2 separate regions of the Danio rerio genome follow, and region 2 is linked to region 1. Evidence: chromatin contacts called from public HiChIP or PLAC-seq data. All regions are on one chromosome and are shown on one strand. Each heading gives the region's core, a stretch centred on a gene start, on an enhancer-like site or on the middle of the called end of the contact. The rest is flanking DNA. Distances are from core to core; before and after follow the strand shown. Region 1 holds the start of ubr7 (ubiquitin protein ligase E3 component n-recognin 7). Region 2 holds the start of tmem179aa (transmembrane protein 179a, genome duplicate A).

What was found. HiChIP or PLAC-seq counts read pairs in DNA pulled down with a chosen protein or histone mark.
Region 2: a contact with region 1 is called in an H3K4me3 HiChIP or PLAC-seq map of embryo, with 2.5 times the contacts expected there. The contact joins the promoter of tmem179aa here to the promoter of ubr7 in region 1. A contact is called at or near these places in 1 of 18 Hi-C or Micro-C datasets (an unstated tissue) and 1 of 4 datasets of contacts at active chromatin or transcription factors (embryo).

The regions. Positions count from the first base shown.
Region 1 is chr20:29,809,696-29,815,247 of GRCz12tu, forward strand. ubr7 (ubiquitin protein ligase E3 component n-recognin 7) reads left to right here and starts at 3,253. Exons shown (of 11, transcript NM_212629.1): 1 at 3,253-3,583; 2 at 4,774-4,907. The coding sequence starts at 3,455. It overlaps si:dkeyp-55f12.3, which reads right to left and starts at 2,472. Exons shown (of 2, transcript NM_001025552.2): 1 at 2,259-2,472; 2 at 1,084-1,486. The coding sequence starts at 2,454. The coding sequence ends at 1,374. It overlaps tmem251 (transmembrane protein 251), which reads left to right. Exons shown (of 2, transcript NM_001033746.2): 2 at 1-1,029.
Region 2 is chr20:30,118,701-30,124,267 of GRCz12tu, forward strand. tmem179aa (transmembrane protein 179a, genome duplicate A) reads left to right here and starts at 3,051. Exons shown (of 4, transcript NM_001003767.2): 1 at 3,051-3,370; 2 at 3,457-3,594; 3 at 5,135-5,213; 4 at 5,335-5,567. The coding sequence starts at 3,069. The coding sequence ends at 5,514. It also overlaps a transcript of prph2lb not described here.

The DNA of each region.
Region 1 (5,552 bases), core at 2,003-4,502:
ACGTTGAAATAAAATGACTTTTATAATTTAAATAAAATTTGATAATTGAAGTCCAAGTCGCCTAAATGGAGTCTGTTAAGCCATGGTCTAAGCTTTGGAGAATATTGTTGGGACCGCATGCAGAACTCTGATGCTAAACTACTTGAATTACACTTTTAATTGTGAGTGGACTGACTAGAAATCAATATGAATAAAGATGTGTCAATGTATACAAGTATATATGTTTCCATAGCATGAGGCCAATGGATTTGTAGTGTCACTTTAATGCTTCAGTTGTTGTTTGTTTCAACTCCAGCAGACATTTTGTTAGTGGAAAATATGAGAACTAGTTCCACTAACAGGATGTGTTTTCATTTCTTTAAACCAGTGTCTGATTTGTATTGATTATAAAATGCACTCAAGGAAGGAAAAATGTAAAATAAGGAAACATTTGTATTAAGAACAATCAATCTATGATGAATGCATTTGAATAACAGTATTTCTGTACGATCAAATATGATTTTCTGTCAGCTCTTAAAAGTATTTTTATGCAATTCTGTTTGACAAACACTAATTATGTTTCACCATAGTGATAATCGAGTGTCCTCAGAGAAAATACATAAGTGTGTTTTGCAAAGCAAGTTCTTGACATTCATTGTTTGTTCGTAAAAGTAGTGCACTCAATCTCATGTCTTATTGTGGAGGGATATCAGTATAATTTTATAGCGTGAATTATCTTATCTTTATAAGAAATGCAAATGGTTCTTTAAAGTTGTTGGGTGTGGTAGAGTTTAACACAAGATTCAAGCTTTATATAAGCCTGTACCACAGATGTTTTAAATGGCTTCTTTGTGGAAATATTGGGTCATATTTGGATTATTCATTCATTTGTTAAAATGTTGAGTTTTTTTTACTCAAAGGGCTTGTCTGTGAATTTTTAATGATGTTTATTGCGTATTTGTTAATAACTTTCCATTGCAATCTCAAAACACTGTGGTTTGAAACAAGTCTGGATTCTGATGAAATCAATAAAGAAATGTGCCGAGTGTATTCTTTTTAAACTGTTACACTGATTTCTCAATCAGAAACGCAGACATTTGATTGGACGGTTTGAATCCAGTTTATTGCACAATGATTTTATTATTGTGTGCTGAAGTTCTGATAACTGCTGTCAATGTTTAACTTTTTACAACAGGACAAAAAATGCAACGATGAAATTGTTTCCCTTTTGGAGGGACCTAAATTTATGTAAAATAACTTGCAGAATGGAAACAAAATAAGGCAAAATCTCAACACTGTCTTGAAGTCACTAGCGGATAAAAGTAGATTTTTTAAGGAGGAGGGCAACATTAACTCTGTATGCAAAAAGGCCTGATTAATGTGAGTTCTGCTTATCATGAACGTAAAGTTTTCATCTTCTTGCTTGGAGGTTCTGAGCTTGACTTGGTGATGGTGGTGGTTTTTGTGGCACTGCCATCATCATCATCGCTGTCCTCTTCCTCATCATCTTTAACATGAGATTAAGGGGACAAAAGTTACAAATCACAACAAATCGTATCACTTTAAATGTAATAAAGTATTTTTACTTTTTAACTACTAAATTTGAGATCATGTGGCTTTGCTATGATTTTTAGTGTAAGCACTTACAATACTAAAAATAGTATATTCCCGAGTATTACATTTCTACACTGTAAAACAAAAAGTGACGATAACTCAAACCATTTAAGTTCAAAAACTAATCCTAATGAGCGCTGTGAACTTAATCCATTTGAGTAAATGAAGCAATTTGAGCACAGTAAAACCCAATACATGAAGATAACTCAAACCAACTGAATATTGTAAAATCCAAGTTAATGCAACTCGTTTAAGGAAACTGAAACAAACCATTTGAGTTAAAAACCTAATCTATATGAGTACTGTGAACTTACTCTATTTAAATTGAAGTAATTAGGTATTTAATTAACTCATTACCTTTAACATCGAGTTCAAAACTCTTTTCAAATGAGTAGAATTAACTTTCAGTCAATTTTGAGTTAACTACACTCATTTTATTTTATAAGGTTGACTTGGGTTTTACAGTGTATTATAATAAGATATACTTGCTAAATATGTGAAGTAAATATGTCAGCACTTAGATATATTTTTAGTAAATGACAAATGACATCAAAACTCTCTATCATATTTAATCACAGTTATGTTAGGGGACACTTTTAACCAATTTATTAGTTATGGTTGCTTGACTTTTACGTATTTTGGTTGGTTTTATTTCAGCTTCTTACCATTAACACTCTCTCTGTCATTTCCCGTTGAGCCTTTTTCTTGTTCAACGAGTGTCGTTAAGGCTTCTGAAATGTCGCCATTTATTTTCTTAATGCCACCTATTATTGATTTCAAATTGCCATCCACTTGTGCTGTAAACTGGTTCGTCTGTCCATCTCTGTATTTCAGCTCTCCCTTCAGCTCGCACGCTGCCATGTTGAACGAACACAATGTAACCAGGTTGCCAGATTTCACAAGAAAAACACGCAGTTTAAAAAGAACTGTCATGGTTTATGTTCTAATTCGGCCATTAAAAAAAACAAACAAATTAAAAACCCAAGAAATCACAATTCATCACCACAGCGTGGAACATTCTGGTATTGTAGTAAATTGTGTTTTTTTTTTTTTTACTAATTTGTTCATCATTTTATTTACCTGCAAAAAGGAAAACAATGATTATTGTGCACACAATTTACTAAAAACAACGGTATAAATAAGCACATGTTGATGTAGGCCTGTTAATCAGTTGTGGAGTTAAATAAGTTAATCAGTAACTTTAACCAGTAGTTAAACAGCAGTGGTTGTTTATAACTGATCACAGATCTGATAATTTAATTAATATTAATAGCTAATGACAATAACATAATTGTGTCAAATAGAATGCTTTCTTTTTTACTAATATTTTTTATGTATTTTAAAGTTTTGTACTGCTTCATATGTCATCGTATAATCCTGTATGCTTATATCAGTTAAATGCTTCAGTTTCAAAGTAGTAAAATACGTGGACATGGCAACACCGATTTACCCTTTGAACTCTGACCTATTGGATTGATTTAGCAAATATTATTGTTTTCTGGTAACACTGACATTGTGGTATTTTGTAGGTATGCTGTTTCATTATAAAATAGTCAGAAGAAAATAACTCTACCACAATAAAATGTATTTACAACACCCGCAACTCTCCCGCCAAAACATCTTGTATTTGCATAAACCGGAAGCAGCATTGGTTTTGTTGTTGTCACAGTTAATCCCGAGAATTTGTTCGCGTGCTGTCAATTTGTCTGACGCGTTCACCCGTCTTTAGTTGTGTTTTGTATTCCGATAATCCTCTGCCGCTGTTAATTCGTGATCTCGGAAACGGTCCAGTTAGTTCGTGTCTCGTTTCGTGCCCTGGAACAGGAACTAGAAGCACTTTTTTGCTCTCGTGTCTTCAAGGATGGCGGCAAATGATGGAGAGGAGGCGACTGTATCTCTGGTGGACGTTTTAGAGGAGGACGAAGAGCTGGAGAACGAAGCCTCCGCTGTTCTTGGAGGAAGTGATTCAGAGAAATGCTCATATCCCGAGGTTTGTTGTCTCTTTTGTAAACACTGCCTTTTCCCGGAGTTTAACTTTAAAATATGCGGTCTATACCTTCACACAGCTTGTTTTCATTTCGACAATTTAGTAATATTCTCGCAGAAATATGCTTTGGGTTGACATTAAGTATCATTAAACGTCGATGTTTCAAACAAACCGTATTTCATTAACAGACAGTATCAGCATCACCGAACAAGCAATGACTGTGAGCAGATACTGTGAAATTACATTCAAGTTATGGGAAAATAAGCTGTTTACTAAATTATTAAATTTAAAATAAGATAATCTTAAATAATTCTCAATATTAGCTGTTTTTAGCAGAATAAAATCTGTAGAATTATGCTATAGGATTTTATGAGATGATAACCTAACACATTTATTTTCTTTTCAGCTTAGTCTCTTTATTAATCAGGCATTGCCACAGCGGAATTAATCATCAACTTAACCAGCATATGTTTTTACCAGCGGGTGCCCTTCCAGCTGCAACTCATTACTGGGAAACACCCATACACACTCATTCTCGCACACTACAGACAATTTAGCTCCCCCAATTCACCTAAAGTGCATGTTTTTTGACTGTGAGGGAACTGGAGCACCCGGAGAAAATCAACACTGAGAGAACGTGCAAACTCCACACAGAAACGCCAACTCATCCAGCCGAGGCTCGAACCAGCGACCTTCTTGCTGTGAGGTGACAGTGCTACCCACTGTGCCGCCCGAAAACCTAACACGGAGAATAAAAAATGTATTTTAAAGTTTACAATCAAAATCCAATCAGAACAAACTGTTTGGTAAACAAAGCTACAGCAGGTCTCTCATATAATACATCCACTAAAAGACAGAACAAATATAACCTATAACATCACATTGTATTGCACATAATTTATCTAAATTTTTGCATATTATTCAATACTAATAGTGTAATTGCTATAAAATAAAATATCTTTGTGGGCACAGATTCCATACTGCGGGCCCAGTACTTATTACTAGATCCAGACAGAATCTGCTGACATTTTTTGCTATTTCTGCAGAAAATTTACACACATTTACACAAGTAAATACATAGACTAAAATAGACTAAAATATGCGGAATTCTGCTCACGCAGATTCTGCGTGGGCCTAGTAATTGTAGGTCATGAAAACAAGGTGATTTATTGTTTGTTTTTTTGTCTTTACAGGGGTATGTGAAGCGGCAAGCTCTGTACGCCTGCAACACCTGCACACCAAAGGGAGGAGAGCCAGCTGGCATCTGCCTGGCATGTTCCTACAAGTGTCATGAAGGCCATGACCTTTTTGAGCTTTATACCAAGAGGTGAATATTCCCAAAATCTCCCTTTACTATTCACTCGAGCTGTGATACTATGTTAAAGAGTACATTTAGACTAACACTAGTCTAAGCAAAGTAACTCTCTTAATGCCATATATCTGAATACTATTTTTTGTATCTGGGTTGTTTTGTTATGGTTAAGATGTTGAGTTGGGATTATAGATGACCAGAAACCAAAACACATGAGGTTTGAGGAGACACTGCAGAATTGAATTATAATAGAGTGTGAGCATGCATCTGCATGTGTTTTTAAGGCCTGTGACTATGTAAGCATTTTAAAAGCGTTTAAAACATTTTAATAGTGCATAAAGTAGTTTAATAAAATAAATAATATTTTATGCTCTTTTATATTTAATTATTGAATTTCTGTACCTGAATACTGCTAGACTATAAGGCACAGTTTGTTTCATTTTAATATTTGCTCCATTGTGTTTATTTTGATTGTGGTTTGTTTATTAGGTGTATATAATAAATCACATAATATATTTATGTTTCACTCCCTAACAAAACCATCCTAATCAATCAAAATTAATAACTTTCCAAATAGAGCTATTTAATCCATTTGGTGAAATTGTATTTATATCACAATTTATGTCACACGGAAAAAGTATCTCAATGTCAAATTTTCCA
Region 2 (5,567 bases), core at 1,801-4,300, 310 kb after region 1:
TAAAATGTACATATTTTACTGTCATTGGTTTATCAATTTGCATATTGCATATACTATAAATGCAGTCTTTCATCATTTATGGCTTTATGTCAGTTAGTATTGTTTCTGTGCAAAAAAATATGTTTATATTTATACATTAAATATATAATTTTTTTATATTTAATTAGATACATGTTGAAATTTCATTGCATTAGCTGTTAAAGAAGAGCATTAGCTATTAGCTCTTCCTACAACCCATAAAATGCTATTAACCTACCTGCTCAGATCTCATATATTCTCATATGGCCTTGTAATCCATGGACCTTGATTGTAGGCACTGTCATAATTACTCCTTTTTTGTGCATATTTCATGTAAGGACTACAGAAGCGGTGAGAAGCGTGTTTAGAGCGACTTCCGTCCAGACTCACATTGACCTCCACCTAATCTATTTATCCCAAGGATTTAACAGAACACCTCCATGCCATATGGGCCAATCCCAAGTCAATAACATCAGTCTTTCCACACCCACATCATATCAGTTATTATATGATTTATACTTTATATATCAATTATTATTTTATTATATATACTAATAAATATAAATATTCAATAATATATATATATATATATATATATATATATATATATATATATATATATATATATATATATATATATATATGTGTGTGTGTGTGTGTGTGTGTGAATAAATAATGATTATTTAGTGTCCAACATGATTTATTTTGATCATGTTTTTCAATAAATTAGTCTTACACTTTATATTTTCAGATTTTCATAGTATATGTATTCATTTCGGTACTTTTCCCATAAACCAACATATCATGTATTTGGTAGAATTGGATATTTCAGAAATGATGGGATATGTTAGAAAATAAATGCATTGTGTTAGCTTAACTAGCAGTATTAATAGTTAAGAAATGCAATCCAAAAATGTTCTATTGCTTTTTTCTTAGTGGGACAGTTAAAGAGTTAAACTATACCCAAAGCATGAGGTCTGTGAGCTCCGTGAAGTTGGCACCCCATAAAAACAAAAAAATCCCTTAAATTACGGTGTTCGTTTGTGCTACAATTGTGCTGATTTGTACCGCAAAAATGAACATTTGTGCTGATTTGGGCTCGGATATTAAGCATAATTTTTTGAACTGTGTGACATCACTTTCCACACCATGTTGCTCAAATGACTTCAAATCAGCACAGGTTGTTTGTGCTCATTTTGTGCTGGTTTGTGCCGTTAAAACAAACACTGAATCTGTTTTCCTCGTTTAGATACAAGCAAAATATTTCGGGAATTGTGATATCACTCTCCACCACATTTTGTCTTAATCAGTGTTTCTCAATTTGGCTCGCGGGAAGTGTGTATTCAGTGTGTGGTAAAAAAACAACAACAGAAGTTTAATTTTTTTTCATTTTTAATTTTTAACTCATTTTTATTTTTATTTTGAAATGCGTCCACGACCACCCTACCGTTTGACGTGAAATTTCAGTACAAAACCTTCTAAATTAAAATGACATTAAGAAACCAGACAACATGTTTTATTCACAGTTCAGTTTAGTTTATGGTAACCAAACCTTTCCTTACCCTAACCACTGTTTACAGTATTTGTCGTTTTTACTTTGTAATATTTCTATAATTTGATACATTTTGCTAAATGACAGCAATAAAATATTGTTAATTTTAATTATAAATAATAATTATTATTAATAATAATTATTAAATAATTCCTAAAATTGTATTAAACTTCCTAAAAATTTGGGTCGCGGCTTGATGACCATGTAAAAATGTGGGTCCCATGGCCAAACCAGTTGAGAACCCCTGCTTTAAATCACACAAAACTGGTGTCATATGTTTGTGCTGGTTTGTGCGGTTAACATACACAGTGTATCTATTTTTTCGTTTAGATGTTACCTAATCAAAACACTTTGGGAACTGCAACGTCACTCTTCACTCCATTATTTCCTCTAAATCGCCCAAAACTGGTGTCATTGGTTTGTGCTGGATTTGTGCCACTGACATGTTTTTAACTGATTATATTTTACTTATATTACAACATTGATGCTGTAAAAGGAACCATATAAAATGGAAAAAAATGGGTTAATTGGAAAAAAGCATGGCTGCTACCATACAAATTTTGCATTTCAAATAAAGTAAGAGAAATACATTTAAAGATTTTACATAAAATATATCCAACCAAATTGTTTCTCAGATTTTCAGATATTGAGAAAGAATGTTCATTTTGTAAAAAAAAAAAAAAGAAAAAAAGTAAGGAATCCTTATGTCACTTATTTGTTGAATGTTAGAGTGTGCAATTTTTTGGAAAAATGTCTGCTAAAAATAATTTCTTGATAACATGAATGCAAAAGAATTTATTTGTTATATTGAAAATGGTGATAAAAATGTACAATTTTGTTAATTTTATTTTAAATGGTAAATTCTTCACCCACAAATGAAGACTTTCAAAATCCTCTCTTTTATACAAGGTTTTTGTCAACAAACTTTTTCTGTTAATGAAGTCTCTCAAAACTGTAAAAAAAAATGTAAAAGCTGTCTATTGTAACCCATGTATCAAAGAATTCTGGCCCAGATTTGGCAAAAAGCTGGCACATAGTCTAGGCTGATGTGATAAAAGCATGACTTTTTCCAGATCTTGAAAGGAAAGTAAAGTTATAAGTCTGAAGATGATCCTCAACTATTTTTAATGACCAATTTGTTTTTCTCGACAAAGCTCAAAATCAAAGATTACTCTTAGATTATGACTGATTGTAATTGTCTTGCTTATATTTTGTTTTGTGTTTTTTTTTTATTTGAATTTCAATTATCTTCAGATTTTTTTGTTGCCTGTTTTTGCTGTATTTGTAAATTACTAATGCACAATAAAACCTTGTATTGATCTATTATTATTATTACTACTATAGTAAAATCATATTTGATCACATTAAGGCAACGGTGCTATCAAAACAATCCTCAGTCATGCAGTGGAGACATTTTACTCCTCGTCCAATAACATAAATCCGACATAGTTCAACATTCACGGTCATGCGCAGTAGCAGAATGCAGTCGCCGGGAACGATGGCCGTCGATAATTTTCTCTTCGGCCAGTGCATCCTTTACTTTTTAGCATTTCTTTTCGGTTTCATCGCCGTTGTACCGCTCTCTGAAAACGGCGATGACTTCCAGGGGAAATGTCTGCTGTTTACTGAGGGGATTTGGCAAAATGAGAACATGACGATGGGGAAACAGCGCTTTATAGTTGAAGAATGGGGACCAGAGTCATCCTGTCGCTTCATCACTTTCGTGGGCATCGTGTCTCTCATCCTCTCTGCCGTGCAGGCGTGGCGGACCTTTTTCTTCCTCTGCAAAGGCCACGACGAGTAGGCAACACGCATATCATAATGATGATTAAAATCACAATATAACGCTTTGTGAATTGTTCTTTTTTTGTCCCCCTTTTTTGCAGCTCCCTCTTCCATTCTTTCTTGAACCTCCTCCTCTCTCTGTTAGTGTTATTTGTGGTGTTTGTGGCCGGTACAATCTCCAGCGTTGGGTTCAGTATATGGTGTGATTCTGTCACTGAGAATGGAGCAATGCCTAGCAGGTAAACTAAATTTAGTACTTATACAAATACAGCATATTTTATGCATATAAAAATATAAAGCTCCTTGGTAAATATGAGATTTCATATAATAATAATAATAATAATAATAATAATAATAATTGTTAATTAATATTTTTCCTTAAGGAATAATATTGGAATGCCTAAATTATTAGGATTGAAATATTCTTGCCATTTATATTCCTACTTATTTTTGCATTTCTGTTGCACACAATGGTGATTATAGGGATATATTGTCTGGTTATAACTTTCTAACTTAAGTATGTGTAAATTAAAAGAAAGTCAAAGGCCAAATTCTTTTGTTTGTTTATTTATTTTTCCACAACAAGGGACAGCGTACTCAACATTCCCCACGAATGTAAATGTACCCAATTTAGCCCAAAGTTTTCATTAGTGGTTTATTTGCCAGTTGTTAAAAGCCTATACTAATAATAAAATACAAATAAAACTATAAACAATACTTAAATGAACAATTAGAAAACAAGAACAAAAGCAAAAAAAGAAAAAAAAACTGGTTTTCACATTGTTGATTATTAATAGCCATTTCTTAAAACTGTACTTTAATGATTTAAAAGATAAACCGATTGTGGATACAAAGATGCATATTGTGGTATCAAATTCTACTGATGTGTTTGTGTATTGCAAAGAGTAAACTAAAGCGTATCGATTTTTTAAACTAGAAAATGGCAATAACAATAAAAAATGACAATGATTTAAGAATTAAAGTAGAATCCCCCATATTAGTTTAATTTTTTGGGTCAGAAAACCTTTTTAGACATTTTCATTATATATATTAAATTCGATATTATAATTTAAATATTGATATAAACTTTTTTGTATTTGTAGGTTTTATATACACTGGAAAATAAATAAAACAAATTACTGGCTTATAATTGCATTACTTTCACCGCAAGATACTGTATGTAAATTCAAAGTGAATTACTGTGAGATACATGATAATAACAATAATTCTGTAAATATTTCTAAATATCAAAAAAGTGCCTGTACTGGCATAAACGTTAATGTGTATTACTTTTTTATGTTGAATAAAATATTAAGTGTTTGAATTCCTGTAACTAATGTGCAAAAAATATTGCCATTTTTACAGTAATTTGCTGTAATCATGATGCCTGCCTTAATTTCACAATAAAATTCTGAATATGTAAAATTTAACAGTTAAATCCTGTAATGTGACACTAATGTCATGTACTATGAAAAATTACAGTAATGTGAAATTCTGGGAATTTATTACAGTGTATATAAATATAGTAGTCAACATATAAAGTGGATTAAAACCTTTTATCAAAGTGGTCCTCAAACTTTTGAACAACACCCATTCTTGTCTTAGGACAACTTCAAAAAAATAATTGATTCACTTGAAATGATGATTATTGAAAACGGCGCTATATTTATTTTCTTGACACTGGAACTTAAGAGTATTATAATAGTGTAATTTAGCTAATGATACAAAGTCACATTTTATTTATTATATCTCCTATAACTGTCTTTATTTTTTTGTCAGCTGTGAAGATCTACAAGACACAGATTTAGAGCTCGGCGTTGAAAACTCATCTTTTTATGACCAGTTTGCCATTGCACAGGTATTACAACATATTTACAAAGTAACATATTTGATTCTCTCAGTATATAATTTAGCCTGTACATGAGCGTCTATATCCATTATCAGTTATACAAGTATGTAATTTGTTCTTTGTTTCACAGTTTGGCCTGTGGTCGGCCTGGTTATGCTGGCTAGGTCTAACAGTGCTGGCCTTCCTGAAGGTTTACCATAACCACCGACAGCAGGAGCTGCTAGAGAGTCTAGTTCAAGAGAAGGAGCTTCTGCTTGGTCATCCTTTACAGAGGAGTTCTTATGTGTACAACAGGAACGCCATGATTTAATCCAACATACATAGTAATCCATTTGCACTGCATGAACCACTTTCTGAGAGCAG